Linked DNA regions of Pan troglodytes: region 2 is linked to region 1. Evidence: chromatin contacts called from public HiChIP or PLAC-seq data. All regions are on one chromosome and are shown on one strand. The core of a region is the stretch at or near the end of the contact, and the rest is flanking DNA. Distances in the headings are between cores, read along the strand shown.

What was found. HiChIP or PLAC-seq counts read pairs in DNA pulled down with a chosen protein or histone mark.
Region 2: a contact with region 1 is called in an H3K4me3 HiChIP or PLAC-seq map of stem cell-derived excitatory neurons, with 6 times the contacts expected there. The contact joins the promoter of HTR6 here to the promoter of CAMK2N1 in region 1. A contact is called at or near these places in 1 of 7 Hi-C or Micro-C datasets (stem cell-derived neural progenitor cells) and 1 of 1 datasets of contacts at active chromatin or transcription factors (stem cell-derived excitatory neurons).

Annotation. Positions count from the first base shown.
Region 1 is chr1:210,713,755-210,716,671 of NHGRI_mPanTro3-v2.0_pri, forward strand. It overlaps CAMK2N1 (calcium/calmodulin dependent protein kinase II inhibitor 1), which reads left to right and starts at 1,508. Exons shown (of 2, transcript XM_001160942.7): 1 at 1,508-2,559. The coding sequence starts at 2,394.
Region 2 is chr1:211,536,264-211,539,304 of NHGRI_mPanTro3-v2.0_pri, forward strand. HTR6 (5-hydroxytryptamine receptor 6) reads right to left here and starts at 1,741. Exons shown (of 3, transcript NM_001034092.1): 1 at 1,028-1,741. The coding sequence starts at 1,741.

The DNA.
Region 1 (2,917 bases), core at 258-2,757:
CTCATTAAGTCATCTCTCAAATGTCTATTGCACATCCACTCTCAGCCAGGCATCAGAGCCTGATTTTATTTTTGTTTTCATAACTGTCCTGCAGGGTACACAGGTAGTGGCTAGCCATATACCCATTTGACAGCTGAGACCATGGAAGCTCAGAGAGGAGAGATGACCCACCCAGGGTCACACAGTCAGCAAACCACGGGGTTGGGATTCAAACCCAGACCTAAATCCAAGGGACATGCTTATTCCACCTGCCACATTGCTTCAGTCTCCCTTTTCTCTGCTCCCTTCCTCCTCCCCCCATGGAATCTGGCTTCCCGAGGCCAGCCAATCCTTTTACACCGTTTGGAGAGGGGGCTGGACTGACTCCCCCCTCCACCAGATGTTATACCAGGAAAAAACCTTCCCCTTCTGCCTCCAGCTCCCACCCGCCAGAGTTCTAGATAGGAGGGGAGAGCTCCTTTCACTGTTGATGGGACCCCTTGCAGGGCAGCAGGATGAGCCAGGTGAGACTCACCTGGGCCACCTGGATGTGTTTCCTAGCCCTGCCTCCAGCAGCTGGCATGACCTTGGGGTGGTTGCCCCTCCCTGTGGTCAGGCCGGCTCTACTAAGCAAAGACGGTCTCCAGCGGAGGGCAGGTGCTGTTGGCTCCGGCGAGGATAATGAGCGCTCCTCATGCACCTTGCCCCCTCGGAGTTACCATCTGCTTGGCAGATGCGCCTCCCAGGCCTCTGGGGCTGCCCCAGTCTCCCTCCCGGCATCGAGGAGCCCGCTCCTCATCTCAGAGGCCATAGTCTCTCCACAGGGCGCACGGCTGTTGCTGGAAGGGAGGCCCCCGAGGGCAGAGGGCGGCAGACCCGGGACGTCCCCAGCGGAGGCAGCGGACGCCGGGAGCCAGGCATCCCGGGCGAGCCCGGCGTAATGAGGCGCTCCCTTCTCCTGCGGGAGGCGGGGCTGCCCCTTCCCTCTCCCCCTCCCCCTCCTGGAGGCCCTGCGGGAGCCGGAGTCCAGCGCAGTTGGGCGGGGGCGGGGGGGAGTGAGGCCTTCCAGGTCGGACTGAGCCGGGGCGGGAGGAGAGTGTGAGGCCCCAGTGGCTGGGCCCTCAGGGTCTGAATTGGGGAGCAAGTGTGGTGGGGAGGAAGGGCTCCCCGGTTTGCAGATGGCGGGGGAGGCTGTGTCCGCGGGTCGCCCTGGAGCCCTCCGATCTTTGCCCCGCAGCATCTGCCCCCCAGAGAGGTCAGCATGCTTCCGCCCTTCCCCGCGTGTGCGTCGTCTGTCCGCTCCCTCTCCAGCTCCCGGAACCCCCACTCCCCCCGAGGTCCCCTCGGGAGGCAGAGCCGGCTGCGGGGCGGGCGCGCACCAGCTCCGGGCCCCGTAAACACCCGTGAGCGGGACGGCGGGGGCTGGGGGCGGGGGCAGGAAGCTAGCGGCGGCCCGGGCCGGCCGGCGCGGCCCCGTGACGTCGCTCCGCTCGCAGGGATCTCTCCCCGAGGCCCGCGGGTCCCCTCCTCCCCGCCTCCTCCCGCCCTCCTCCCCGCGCCTCGCCTCGGCGCCGCGGCCGGCATTTCTCCTCGCAGCTCGCTGCCTCCTCTATCCCTGCCTCCCTCTCCCCCCTCTGTCTTTCTCCCTTCCTTCCCTCTCCGACCCTCTTCCTCTCCCTCCCGATCCTTTCCCTCCTCCTCTCATCTTTCCCCTGTCTCTCCGTTCTAGCTCGTCCCCCCCCCCCACCTTTTCTTCTTTCTCCTCCTCTCCTTCCTCTCCCCCTCTCCTCTGTCTCCTTCCACCGTCTCCCCTGCCTCCCTGTCTTTCAGTCCCTGTTTTTCAGCCCCGTCTCCCTCTCGGTTTCTCTCCCCCACCCTCCCTCCGGGTTTCCTCCCCGGTGCCCTCCCTCCTCTCTCCCTCCCCTCCCCCTCCGCCCCTCGCAGCCCCGCCGCTCGCAGCTCCCAGTCTGCCTCCCCGAACCGGCGCCGCCGCCCGCACTCGCCGCAGGACCGGCCCGCCCGGCTCCCGGGGTGCGCCCTCCTCGGTCCCGCGCCCTCCGGGCTCGCAGGGACGTCTCCTCCCTCCCGGCTCGCGGCCCCGCCCGGCCCGGCCCCCGCCCAGAGCCCCAGCGCGCCGAGGATGTGAGTCCTGCTCGCCTCTGGCGGAGCAGCAGCCACTCGCGCGCGGAGCCGGAGCGCAGCGCAGCGCAGCCGCGGGCGCTCTCCGGGCCGCTCGCGCGAGTGCTGCGCTCTTGCCCTAGCGGCGTCCCCCGGCCTCTCGCCGGCGCCACCGCCGCAGCAGCCCGCGGGCCGTCCCCGGCCGGCCGCCCCCGGCCCCAGCGCCGCTGACCCTGTCCGCCGCGGGCGGGGACGCGGGCGGAGGAGGCGCCGCGGCGGAGCCCCCGGACGCGACCATGTCGGAGGTGCTGCCCTACGGCGACGAGAAGCTGAGCCCCTACGGCGACGGCGGCGACGTGGGCCAGATCTTCTCCTGCCGCCTGCAGGACACCAACAACTTCTTCGGCGCCGGGCAGAACAAGCGGCCGCCCAAGCTGGGCCAGATCGGCCGGAGCAAGCGGGGTGAGTTCGCGGCCCCCTTGTCTGACACCCCCTTTTTCCCGCGCCGCGGCCTGAACAAGGGTTGCGGAGGTCTCCCACCCGCTGGAGCTCGTTCAGACCCGACGGAATCCCTTCTTGCAGAATTGGGGGATCCCGCACTGCGGGTCCGGCTGAAGCGGGTCGCAGGAACGCGTCCCCCTAAGCCGGATCCCCGGCTGGGTCACCCCGGGGGCGTGGCGGCTTCTAGCAGCAGCTGGGGGTCTCCACCTGCGGCAAAGTTTGCTTTTTGATTTGCGCCCCCCACCCCCGCCTTTTGCGCAGTGTAGTCACAGCTGCACTCGCTCCACAACCCTGTGGGGAGGGGGTCCCAGGGACCCCC
Region 2 (3,041 bases), core at 491-2,990, 820 kb after region 1:
TTAAACCCATGAGGCGGAGGTTGCAGTGAGCCAAGATCGCGCCACTGCCCTCCAGCCTGGGCAACAGAGCGAGACTCCGTCTCAAAAAAAAAACAAAAAAACTGATCTCAATATGTGTGACCCTCCTGGAGCTTATATTCAAGTCAGGGAGGCAGAATGAACAAGTCATTTTTATGACTTGTTCTCATGAAGAATAACAGGGATGGAGAGTGCAGATGGGCCTGCAGACAGGGTGGTCAAAGATGGCCCCTGGGAAGAAGGCAGCCGGGGGAAGAACATTCCAGGCACAGGGAACAGCAAGTGCAAAGACCTGGGCACAGAAGTAAGCCCAGTGCCTTCTAGAACCGTGAGAAAGGCCACAAGGCTGTTGCAGAGTAAGAGAGAGGGAGAGGGGAGGTGACACTGCAGAGGATGGCAGTGTGGGATCCTGAGGCCAGATCCTGAGACAGGTTTTCTTTATCTGGAGCACAGTGGGAAGCCTGAAGAGTCTGAAGCAGGGGAGTGACATGATCACTTCTTTTTTAAGTGCTCCAGCTTCTATGCAGAAGATGGAGAGTACTGGGTCTGCGGCAGAAGCAGGGGAGCCAGGAGAAGTCTACACAGCCTCCCTGGTAGGAAGTGGCAGGGGAGATGGCACCTGTTTAGAGCAGCGCCAACAGGTCTCGCTAATGAATGGCATGAGGGTGAGGGAGAAAAGTATTCCTAAGTTCCTGGCATGTGATGCCGCAATGGTGCCATTTGCCATGATGGGGAAGACCAGGGAGGCAAAGATGGGGAGAGTTGGGCCACCATAAATTCCCTTTTGTACATGGTACCTGGGAGAAGCCTGCCCCCAAATCCTGACGGAGCTATCCTGTGGTGGGTGGGTCAGGCATTGGCTCTGGAGTTCAGAAGAAAGGTGGGCGCTCACAACAGCCACGCAGGGCCATGAGCAAATGTGTGCTAAGTGGGGATGCCCAGGGGGTCCCCAGGGGCTGCTCATTCCTCTCTATCCCACAGCCCGGGTCTCCCTGCGCACCCCAGGTACCTGCAGCGTCTCTGAGGCCTGACTGGCCATGCCAGTGGTGAGGGAGGCCACCTGCACGGCCTGCTTGCGGGCAGCCAGCAGGATCCTGCAGTAGGTGAAGCATATGGCACCCGAGGGCAGGAAGAAGGTGAGGCCCGACGCCACGAGGACAAAAGGCAGGCTGGCCAGCAGGCGGCACTGGCCAGGGACGGGTGGCCGTGCGTGGCCCAGCTCGTGCCAGCCCAGCAGCAGGGGCAGGAAGGAGGCGAGAGCGGCGAGGCTCCAGGCGCCCAGGACTAGCGCCAGGGCACGCGGGGGCGTCATGCGCAGCTTGTAGCGCAGCGGCGAGAGAATGAGCAGGTAGCGGTCCAGGCTGATGAGGCAGAGGTTGAGGATGGAGGCGCTGCAGCACATCACGTCGAAGGCGGTCCAGAGCAGGCAGAGGCCGCGCGCCAGCACCCAGCGCCCGTACAGCGCGTTCAGCATGGCCGGCGGCATCACCACCAGCCCCACCATCAGGTCAGACGTGAACAGCGACACCAGGAAGAAGTTGGACGTGTTGCGCAGCGCGGGCTGAGTGCAGATGAGGGCGATCAGCAGCGAGTTGGCCGCCGCCGTCAGCGCGATGACCACGCACAGCGCGGCCGCCACCCAGCCGCTGCCCCCCGGGGCCGACGGCGGCCCTGCCCCCCAGGCCGGGGTGCTATTGGCGCTTGGGCCCGGCTCTGGGACCATGAGGACCGAGGGTGGAGGGCAAGGGAGTGATAGGGTGGCGGGAAAGCAGATGAGGGCCCCGGCGAAGCGCAGGCTGGACGGGGACCGTCGGTGAGAACAGACCGCTACTCACCACGCCCCCCGGGGGAGGTGAGTGGGGGGACATGGGCGGGGGCGCTGGGTCGCGCTAGATCAGGGGGCAGCGACTACAGGAGGACACAGTGTGGCTATTTGGGCGCCCTCGGGGATGGGGCAGGAACTCCTGGAGCAAACGGGTTGGAAGTTTGGGGAGGGGCACCCGATGAGCGGAGGCCCCTGAAGGAAGCGGCGGGAAGTCAAGCAGAGGTCGGATGGGCTCCCTGGGGTAGGAGCAGAGCCACCTGGAGGGGGCGGGCGGCAAGATAGGGGAGGGGCGTCCGGCCGGGTCAGAGTGCGGGGAAGTGGGAACGCAGGGAGGTGGGTGAGGGGGGTGAATGGGCGCTCTCGGGCCGGAGCAGGCTCCCCGCGGCCGGTGGGCGTGTGGGGTGCCAGGGCGGGGTCCGCAGGGCGGGGGCCTAGGGGCCGGAGCAAAGCCCCCCCTGGGAAAGGCAGGTCTCAGCTGGCGCGGAGGCACCGGGATCCGGCGCACACGGCCTGTGCGGCGCGGGGGTTCGCCGGGGCCGCCAGGCCCCGCGGGAAGAGGAGGGCAGCGGCCGCGCGGCGCCCCCTCCCCACCCGGCCGCAGGGTCGCCTCCGTCTCCCGCCCGCACTGGTACCTGGGGCGCTCTGGCTGCTCCGCCGCCTGCGACTGCGGCAAGCGCCGCGGGGCTGCGAGAGGAAGAGGCGGCCGCAGGCCGGGCGGGCGGCGGGCCCGGGTCTCCCGAGCCCGGGAGGCACCGCGAGGGGCCCGCACGCGCGGAGGAGAGGCCGGGTGCAGCCTGGAGCGCGCGGTCCCCGCGCCGCGGAGCGTGCGCCCCGCCTCGCGGTGGGCGGGGAGAGCCGAGCCCTGGCCCTGCAGGCGGGCGGGGTCCCGGCACCCCGGGCCTGTGGGCCGAAGATCAGGGCGCCCCAGCTGCGCGGGGTCACCTCCCGGGCTGTGGCAGCCCCCACACCCTCAGATGCCCCTCCCAACCCACACGTGGCGGCGGCGCAGGCGGAACTCGGAGCAGGGGGCTGTGACCTGCCCTTATCCAGGGGCTGCTCCCTAATGGGTGCCTGCCCACTCACAACGGGGTCACCGGGCTTTCAGGGGAGCCAGGAGTTGGGAAATATTGGACAAATCGCCTGACACCCTTCTGGGCCTCAGTTCCCATATCTGTAAAATGGGTTAGTAATTCTGGGC